Linked DNA regions of Canis lupus: region 2 is linked to region 1. The links are chromatin contacts, called in public Hi-C maps. All regions are on one chromosome and are shown on one strand. Each heading gives the region's core, a stretch centred on a gene start, on an enhancer-like site or on the middle of the called end of the contact. The rest is flanking DNA. Distances are from core to core; before and after follow the strand shown. Region 1 overlaps LOC111098617. Region 2 has its middle 9.5 kb from the start of PDGFRA.

What was found. A called contact is a pair of places that touch in the nucleus more often than the background predicts.
Region 2: a Hi-C map of amygdala shows a contact between it and region 1, with 8 times the contacts expected there. The contact joins two enhancer-like sites. A contact is called at or near these places in 2 of 9 Hi-C or Micro-C datasets (amygdala and skin fibroblasts).

The regions. Positions count from the first base shown.
Region 1 is chr13:46,991,585-46,995,535 of UU_Cfam_GSD_1.0, reverse strand. It overlaps LOC111098617, which reads right to left. Exons shown (of 4, transcript XM_038556126.1): 2 at 713-879; 3 at 299-454; 4 at 1-23. The coding sequence starts at 769. Among named protein-coding and RNA genes, the nearest start is that of LNX1, 46 kb to the right of the region's middle. Within about 2 kb of position 2,290, at least 8 of the 20 cell types and tissues checked have an H3K27ac peak or open chromatin away from gene starts, as enhancers often do.
Region 2 is chr13:47,406,829-47,410,487 of UU_Cfam_GSD_1.0, reverse strand. No RefSeq gene overlaps it. Among named protein-coding and RNA genes, the nearest start is that of PDGFRA, 9.5 kb to the left of the region's middle. Within about 2 kb of position 2,132, at least 2 of the 20 cell types and tissues checked have an H3K27ac peak or open chromatin away from gene starts, as enhancers often do.

The sequences.
Region 1 (3,951 bases), core at 1,041-3,540:
TGCCGACGTGGGTCAATAGGAAGCTGTGAAACAGGGGACGAGGTTGTGAAAATCCCTGAAAAAGTGCCTCCTCCCTCTGCAGAGCTCGGGGTCACCCTGGTCCCCGTCCAGCACGTGGAGTGGACCACGGCGGCAGGTCCACCCCGTTGCAAACCTCTTCACGTCCACCTTCCCTGTCCCAGGAATCAGATCAGTGGAGAGCAAGATGACCATGCCGATGAGGGCGAGGCCGGAGAGCGAGGCCTTACATCTGTAAGCCAAGTGGACGTTCCAATTTCTCCTCTCTTGCTCAACTTACCCAGCCACGAGCGGCACCTTCCCGGCAAAGGCCTGCTTCTATGAAGTTTATGGCACGGAGGAGCAGAACGGAAGGGTCCCCACCAGGAAATGGCTGAGTCACACTGCCACGGTTCCCTCTCCTGAACTCAGCATCAGCTAAGTCATCCGTCCTCCCCTGGGAGATGAATAATGGGCTGGCCAGAGCCCAGGAGTGGTAGTCTAGGGAAGGTCTCCACAGGGAAAGAAGCAGCAAGAGAAAGAGTGTGTCCCCAACAACCTCCTCTGGAAGCCTCTGTAAATCCCTACCCTCCCTCCTTCCCTCTGAGGGTGCAGCCTGGGCACACTCGGGCACACTCATGCACATCGCCAGGACCTCCCACGAGGGGGTCAGGAGCCCCCCAACCCACCCCAGGGCTTCCAAACTTGCGGTTACATCTATGGCTCCCCTTATCATTCTGAACCACAATTGTTTTCTTTTCATCTCCTGCATTAGAGCTTGAACTTCTGAAATGCAAGACGGTATTGCATTCTTTCTCCATGCATCTCCACACCCCTTGTGCCTTGTACGTAGTAGATGCTCAAGAAATGTTCCCAGGATGGCTGGATAAAACAAACGAATAGAGAATAAAATTGTGGGAACCCAGAGAGTTAGGGATTTTTTTTTTCTAGAAATAAATGAAGGCTTTGACTTGGTCCGTGGACAAGACAGCCTCAGGCCTGGGGGTTATCTTAGAGCTACCATGGAACGAACCAGCCTCACAGAGGCCACCAGAGTGAACACGACTGGCTCTGAACCAAATTCCTCAGAATGCCAGTGTTTTGAGGATCCATCAGTACCCCCACGGTATCTCCACAGCCTGGCTCGAGCCAATCAGCCTGAGTGCAGACCTCTCCTTTGGCTCCTGTGAGGTCTCTCTCAGCTCTCCGTATGCTCCCCCTGCTTCCTACCCTAAGTCCTCAAGGCTGCAGGCCTTCTAGACTCTCTCTAGAGACCTGGTTTGAGGATCTCCAACTTGGAGGAGTAGAAGATTCTCTCGAGACCGAAGTATAACTATTAATAAAACAAGAGCTAAATATTCACCTATTACGTATTCATACTTTTTTGTTGTTGTTGGCCTGGTATAGACTTAAATTGCATCGTGCCCGGAAGATACTGGTTGGATAATTAATTGGTCAGTATCTTATGTTTAACTACATTGGTAACAGGCAGAGTAGCTTAGACTTTGAAAGAAGGAAGGCTGTGGAAAAAGAGGTTCTATGAGACCTACTGATTTTTTCCCTGGGATACGTGATGCAGAGGCTAAGACATGAAAACCAGCCCAACAGACTGAGGTCTGTGTTCCACCTCGGTGCATCCTTGACAGGTCCTCTAACTGCTCTCAACTAGAGTTTACTATTCAGTAATCTGGAGATAATAATTGCATCTAGCTCATAGGACTGCTCAATGGGGATTAGATAAAATAAAACATAAAATGCTTAGCGGGCTATCAGGCACATGGTAAACTTTTAACATAAATGTTTTTCTGAATTGTAGATGTTGTTTTTGTTATTTTTATGAGCTGAGATTCTGGGGGAGCGCAGGCGGCCGGGCGGGGGGTTGGGGGGAGATTATCATAGGTTTTCCGGGGCCTGTGTGGGAGGAGTAGAGCCCAGGCAGGGTGACCCCGTGCTGTGTCAGAGATCTGCACGTCTCCAGATGTTCACAAGTGGAATGGTTTTCTGCAGAAGGAAGACGAGCTATAAATGGGGGTCAAAGAAACTCGCAGGGCCTCCCAGAAAGAGCTAGGAGCAGGGTGGTTCCATCACCAAATCCAGCTCGAAAAGAAACCCTGACAGAGGAGGCTTGTGCTCTTTCCTGGAAAGTTTGCTCTCGGGATCTCACTCCAAGTCCATCCTACCAAGAAGAGGAGAGAAAGAGACCCCCCGTCGGGCCCTCTCGTGTCTCCTGCTTGGCCAGCCCAGCTGTCCCTCAGGCCCTGCTTCCTGCCTCACTGGTGAGAGGAGACATGTCCTTTGGCCCAGGGGTCCTCAAAGGTCGTAGAGGAACGCCTTGTGTCCGGCCTGTCAGGGAGAGTAAACCCTGAGGGGAAAGGTCCTGGGGACACAGGAGAGTGAGGTCCGCAGGTGTGGTCACCGAGCAAGCAGCTCACCCACCCTGGGGACCATGAGGGGTGACCCAGAAGCTGGAGTGTTGGGGTGGGGGAGTTGGTGAGGGAGGGTGGAGCCTGTGGGCTATTTTAGGCCAGGCCTAGAACTGGAGTCAATGGAGGTTTTGTTTATGTAACATGTGCAGAAGGCCCTTTGGAGAAAATAACCCTGGGTCTGCAGGCCGGGCTACAGGGAGCAGGGGTGCGGCTGGGAGCTTCCTGTTGTTCTTGGCCAGGCTGCCCGGCTGTTTGTTTGGCTCCTCTCTCAGAGCCCTTGGCTTCCGTGCTGCTGGCTCCTTCCAGTGTCTTCGGCTCCCTTCCTACAGGGCAGCACAGCAGGATTGCTCCCCCAGAGGTGGTGACTCAGGCCCTGTGCCCAGAGAACCGCCCCACCTCCACCCCTCAGGGTGTCCTTGTGCACACCCCCTTAGCCGAGCCAGTTCACTTGCACATCTAGGGTGGTTAGGGAAGGGCGCCTGGCCTGACGTCACCCGGGCTTGGGTCTGAATCCAGCCAAATTCCCGGGGTTGTTTCTGACGTGCAAAAATGTATATAAATATGTGAGCAATGACTGATATGTGTTCATTCCCCACTACACACCAGGCTCGCTCAAGGGTGTTAAGACTGTATGGTTATCTTTTTGAACCACAGATTCCCTTGGTAGACCAGGTATGGTCTAAATGTTTGTGTCCCTCCAAAATTCATGTGTTGAAATCCTAACCCCCAAAGGTGACTGGGAGGTACTGGGAGGTGGGGCCTTTGCGAGGTACTTAGGTCAGAGGGAGGGTGGAGCCCTTATGAATGGGATTAGTGCCCTTATAGGAGAAGCTCCTGAGAGATCCTGACCTCTTCCTCTGTGTGAGGACGCTGCAAGGACAGAACAGGGCACTCACGGGACCATCCTGGCGCCTGGTCTCAGACTTCCAGCCTCCAGAACTGTGAGAATGAGCTTTTTATAGTTTATAAGCCACCCAGTCTGTGATTCTGTGTAGCAGCCTGAATGGACTCAGACAATTAAGAAGGGGAAGAAGGCCTATTTTTTCCCATTTAAGTCAAATTTACATGCACAAAAATGTATAAATCTTAAAAGGACAGTTTGATAAATCTGTTTCCCTAGGTATCCACCCATGCAGCTGTTACTCGGATCCAGATACAGAGTATTCCCATTACCCTGGGGTGAAAAGTCTCTCTGTCCCTTTCTAGTCTCCAGCCTACTTATATATCATCTGCGTGTGTGAGTTGGCTTGCAGATGGCTGTCCTCTTGCTGTGTGTTCACAGACCCTTGTGCGTATCTGTAGAGGGAGCAGACACTCCTCTTACGTCCTATGGTCCTATCGGGTCAGGACCCCGCCCTTATGAAATCATTTAACCATAATTACTTCTATAAAGCTTCTATCTCCAAATGCAGCCACTTTGGGAGGTTAGGGGTTTACCATGAGAATTTGGGGGGAATGCCACTTGGTCCATGGCACTGCCAACCATACCCTGGCTGGTAACTGCCACTTCTCTCATAATACCTCAAAA
Region 2 (3,659 bases), core at 883-3,382, 420 kb before region 1:
CAGGGTCCTGGGATTGAGTCCTACATGGGGCTCCTTGCTCAGCAGGGAGTCTGCTCCTCCCCCTACCCCTTGCCTTCCCCTTCCCTCTGCTCATGCGCTCTCTTTCAAAAATAAATAAAATCTTTTTAAAAAGGGGGGGAATCTGAGCACAAATGTGTGTGTGTGTGTGTGTGTGCGTGCTACAACGTTCAATTCAGGCATGGTGCTTATTCAACTTTATTTGTCTCTGCATAGTCAGTAATGAAAAGGAGACTCTCAAAGAGACAGGGTATGAATTAGCTCCCTTTCCCCCATCCTTTCTCCTGGTCTCCTATTTTCATTTTTCATTACATTCTTGCTCTTACCCTTCAGGATAGTCTCACAGTCTGCACACTTCTGGCCCTCTCTCTTTGCTGCCTCCAGGTCCTCAACATATTTCCATTCCTGTTTGATTTTTAGGACTCTACAGATACGCTTTCAGAAATCTGAACTTTATGCCCATATTTCCAGGTAATAGAAGCTTCCTGAAAGTAAACATGCAGGGAGGTTAGGGCAACTACCACCTGGCCCCTCTGCCGGCCCATTGAAGCAAGCTTCAGGAGGTCTCTCCTCTCCCTGCCTTCCATCTGCAGCTGCAGATGTGGCATCTGGGGGCTGACCTCAACCCCGCAACTCAGCTATCACTGAGTCTTGCAGCATAAATTCTTTCCGCTCAGAATTCGAGTGAAGGGGGTCCTCATTGACCTAAACTAAGGAGCAAAATCAGCCTCCCCTTAGCTTTTACCTCTCTGGATTCTGTTGGTCAGTTGACAAGTGTTTATCTGACACCCCCTGTGCCAGGCATTGTGCTAGACTCAGGGATGCTGTCATAGAGGAACAAACAAGACCTCTGCACTATGGGCCTCAGCTTCGGGGGGCAGGGGGAGACCAAAGGAAAGCAAACCCAGGCCCTGGTTAAATGGCACATGTGACAAGTGCTCCTCCATCATCCAGTGATGCGGGAGGCTATCACAGGAAGCCAGAGCTGCTCCAAATCCTCAAGGAATAGTCCTCTGAGGAGGTGATATTTAAAGCTGTGAGCAATTCTGAGGAAAGTAGCTATATTCTGCTACATTTTAAAGAGATTTTATTTATTTGACAGAAAAAGAGAGAGAGAGCACAAGCAGAGGGAGAGGGAGAAGCAGACTCCCTGCTGTGCAGGGAGCCCAATGTGGGGCTCGATCCCAGGACCCTGGGAACATGACCTGAGCCGAAGGCAGACGCCTAACTGAGTCACCCACACGCCCCCATTCGGCTTTTATATTTTAAGACATTCAAAAAGTTAGGTCCCGCAAGAAGTATGGGTTTGGGGCAGTTGCAAAGATAGCAAAGCGTACCCTCCTGTTTCTGGAAATGACAGTTTCTAGTGCCCCCCAAGGAACAGTAACGTTCTGATATTGAACCACAGAATGATCGAACACGCTCATCTAAGGGATTGTCCTTGTTCGAAGGAGACACTTGGGTTCCCTTGAGATTGCCTATCATAAAATTTGAATATAACCAAGACAACACCAGATCTGGTCCTTGGGGTGGAGCAGTCTCAGGGAGATAAGAGGAAGGCGTGCTGTCATCCAGCTCCCCGAGCTAATGTTTCACAGGCCGACAATGACAGAACGATTGCCTTTGATTAAAGCACGTTGTCAGTTATCCACTGGGCCCAGAAAGCCGATTAAGAGTTTGCACTACAAAATAAAGAACTCAGGGCCCTTCAAGGATTCCACAAGATATCCCAAGTTCCTCATTGTGTGTGAATGTGGTTAATTATTGTGTTGCTCCCCAAGTGTATTTATGAAATGACTTCACTGCCTGGGAGATGTCTAAATAAATGGTTAACTCGGATTAAAGAAAGAATAAAAACCTCTGAGCTGTCCTGGAGTTCTCCCTGTGCCGGGCTGTGACTTTGAACCACTAGAGGACGCAAGAGGCCAGCTCAGGATCTAAGTCCACTCAGCAAGTCAACATTTGTGTGTAAAAAGAAGCCCAACTGTTCTTGGAGAGGAACCAAGTCAGGGTCTCTCCCTTTCCTAAGACTCCCGTTGCACCCCTAGAAACGGGTTCAGTTCCAGTGCAGCCCTGGGTAGGCTTGAGCTTCGCCTTGAATGTCTGACCCTGCCTGGAGACATCCTCACAGCACTCAGGTTTGTGTGTCAGGGCAAGGGGGAGGGGAGGAGGGTGCATGATGCAATTAAAACTAAACCACTAAGGAGATACAGCCAGTTGCCAACCCCCCACCAGACGTCAGGCTCTGTGCTGGGTCATGTCCACAAGAAAAGTCTGGTGATAGGTGAGAACGTAGAGGCAGAAACATAAAGCCCTGAAAGCACAGGATCAGGGCGTTTTATCCAACCTCACAGGTTGGGGAGCACTTTGTGGGGGCAGTGTCTGAGCTAAGACCTGAGCATGATGAGTAGACTACCCACGGTAGAAAGGGGAGAGATGGGGTCCTTGCAGAGGGAAGGGTTTAAGCAAAGGCGCAGAGGCCAGAGTGGAGACAGAGGAGGTCATGCTGTCCACCAGCATCAGGGGCGATAGCCCTTGCCTCTGTGGGCTACTCTAGAGAAGTTTTCAAGGCCCCCAGGCAGGGACTTCACAGAGATCGCTCAGGACCTGAACTGAAATTCAACTCACATCAAAATGCCTAGAATTGGGGATTCCCTGGATGGCTCAGCGGTTTAGCACCTGCCTTTGACCCCAGGTGTGATCCTGGAGACCCAGGATCGAGTCCCACGTCAGGCTCCCTGCATGGAGCCTGCTTCTCCCTCTGCCTGTGTCTCTGCCCCCCTACCCTGTGTCTCTCATGAATAAACAAATAAAATCTCTAAAAAAAAAAAAATGCCTAGAATTGGCTCCCATAGCAAATAACAGGGCATCCTAACGTTTAGTCTGCATTGATCATTGGAATTCTCAAACATTACAACATAAATTTTACCTGTTGGCAAGGAATACCACGGCACACTTGGCATTCATTACCATAAAACCAGTATTTTGACAGCCGGGCCTGCACTGTGGAGCTACCAGATTGAATTTTCTCAGATTCTCCTATGGAAATCCCCCCTCCAAAACGGGCAGGCATCATGGAAAATATTTCTTATCAAATGGTTTTCTATAGCAGCCCTGTGAACAACCTGATATTATTCCTGTTGGTTAGCCGTGTTATTCCACTGGGGAACAGTAACGCCGATTGAGCCAGAGCGATTTATCCAACTAAAACACGCATGCTTTTATGGCTAGGTCGTGTTACGACAGATACAGATAACACTCGACTGACACAGCTTACATCTTTCAGAAGAATTTTGATAATTGAGATCCAACACTTCTTTCCATTTTAGTCGGATTCAGGCAAGATTATGATGACTTCCAGTCTCTGCATTTAATTCTCTACTGCAATCCCATTTTCTGCTAAATAAGGGTGCGATTGCGTGGTTTTATTTGTAAAAACACACAAAAGCCTACTTAAGACACGTTTCAGTATAACTTGTGATAATCAGAGACACACCAGACTGTCAGCCATGCAAAAGGTGAAGAATAACTTATATATAAATTCTGTCCAAGATCCGCATGAGCCATCTGAATTTTCCAGTGACGGAATCTGGAGTCCCCTTGACAACTCTGGCACATGCAACTGCTGTTGCTGTAGGTCT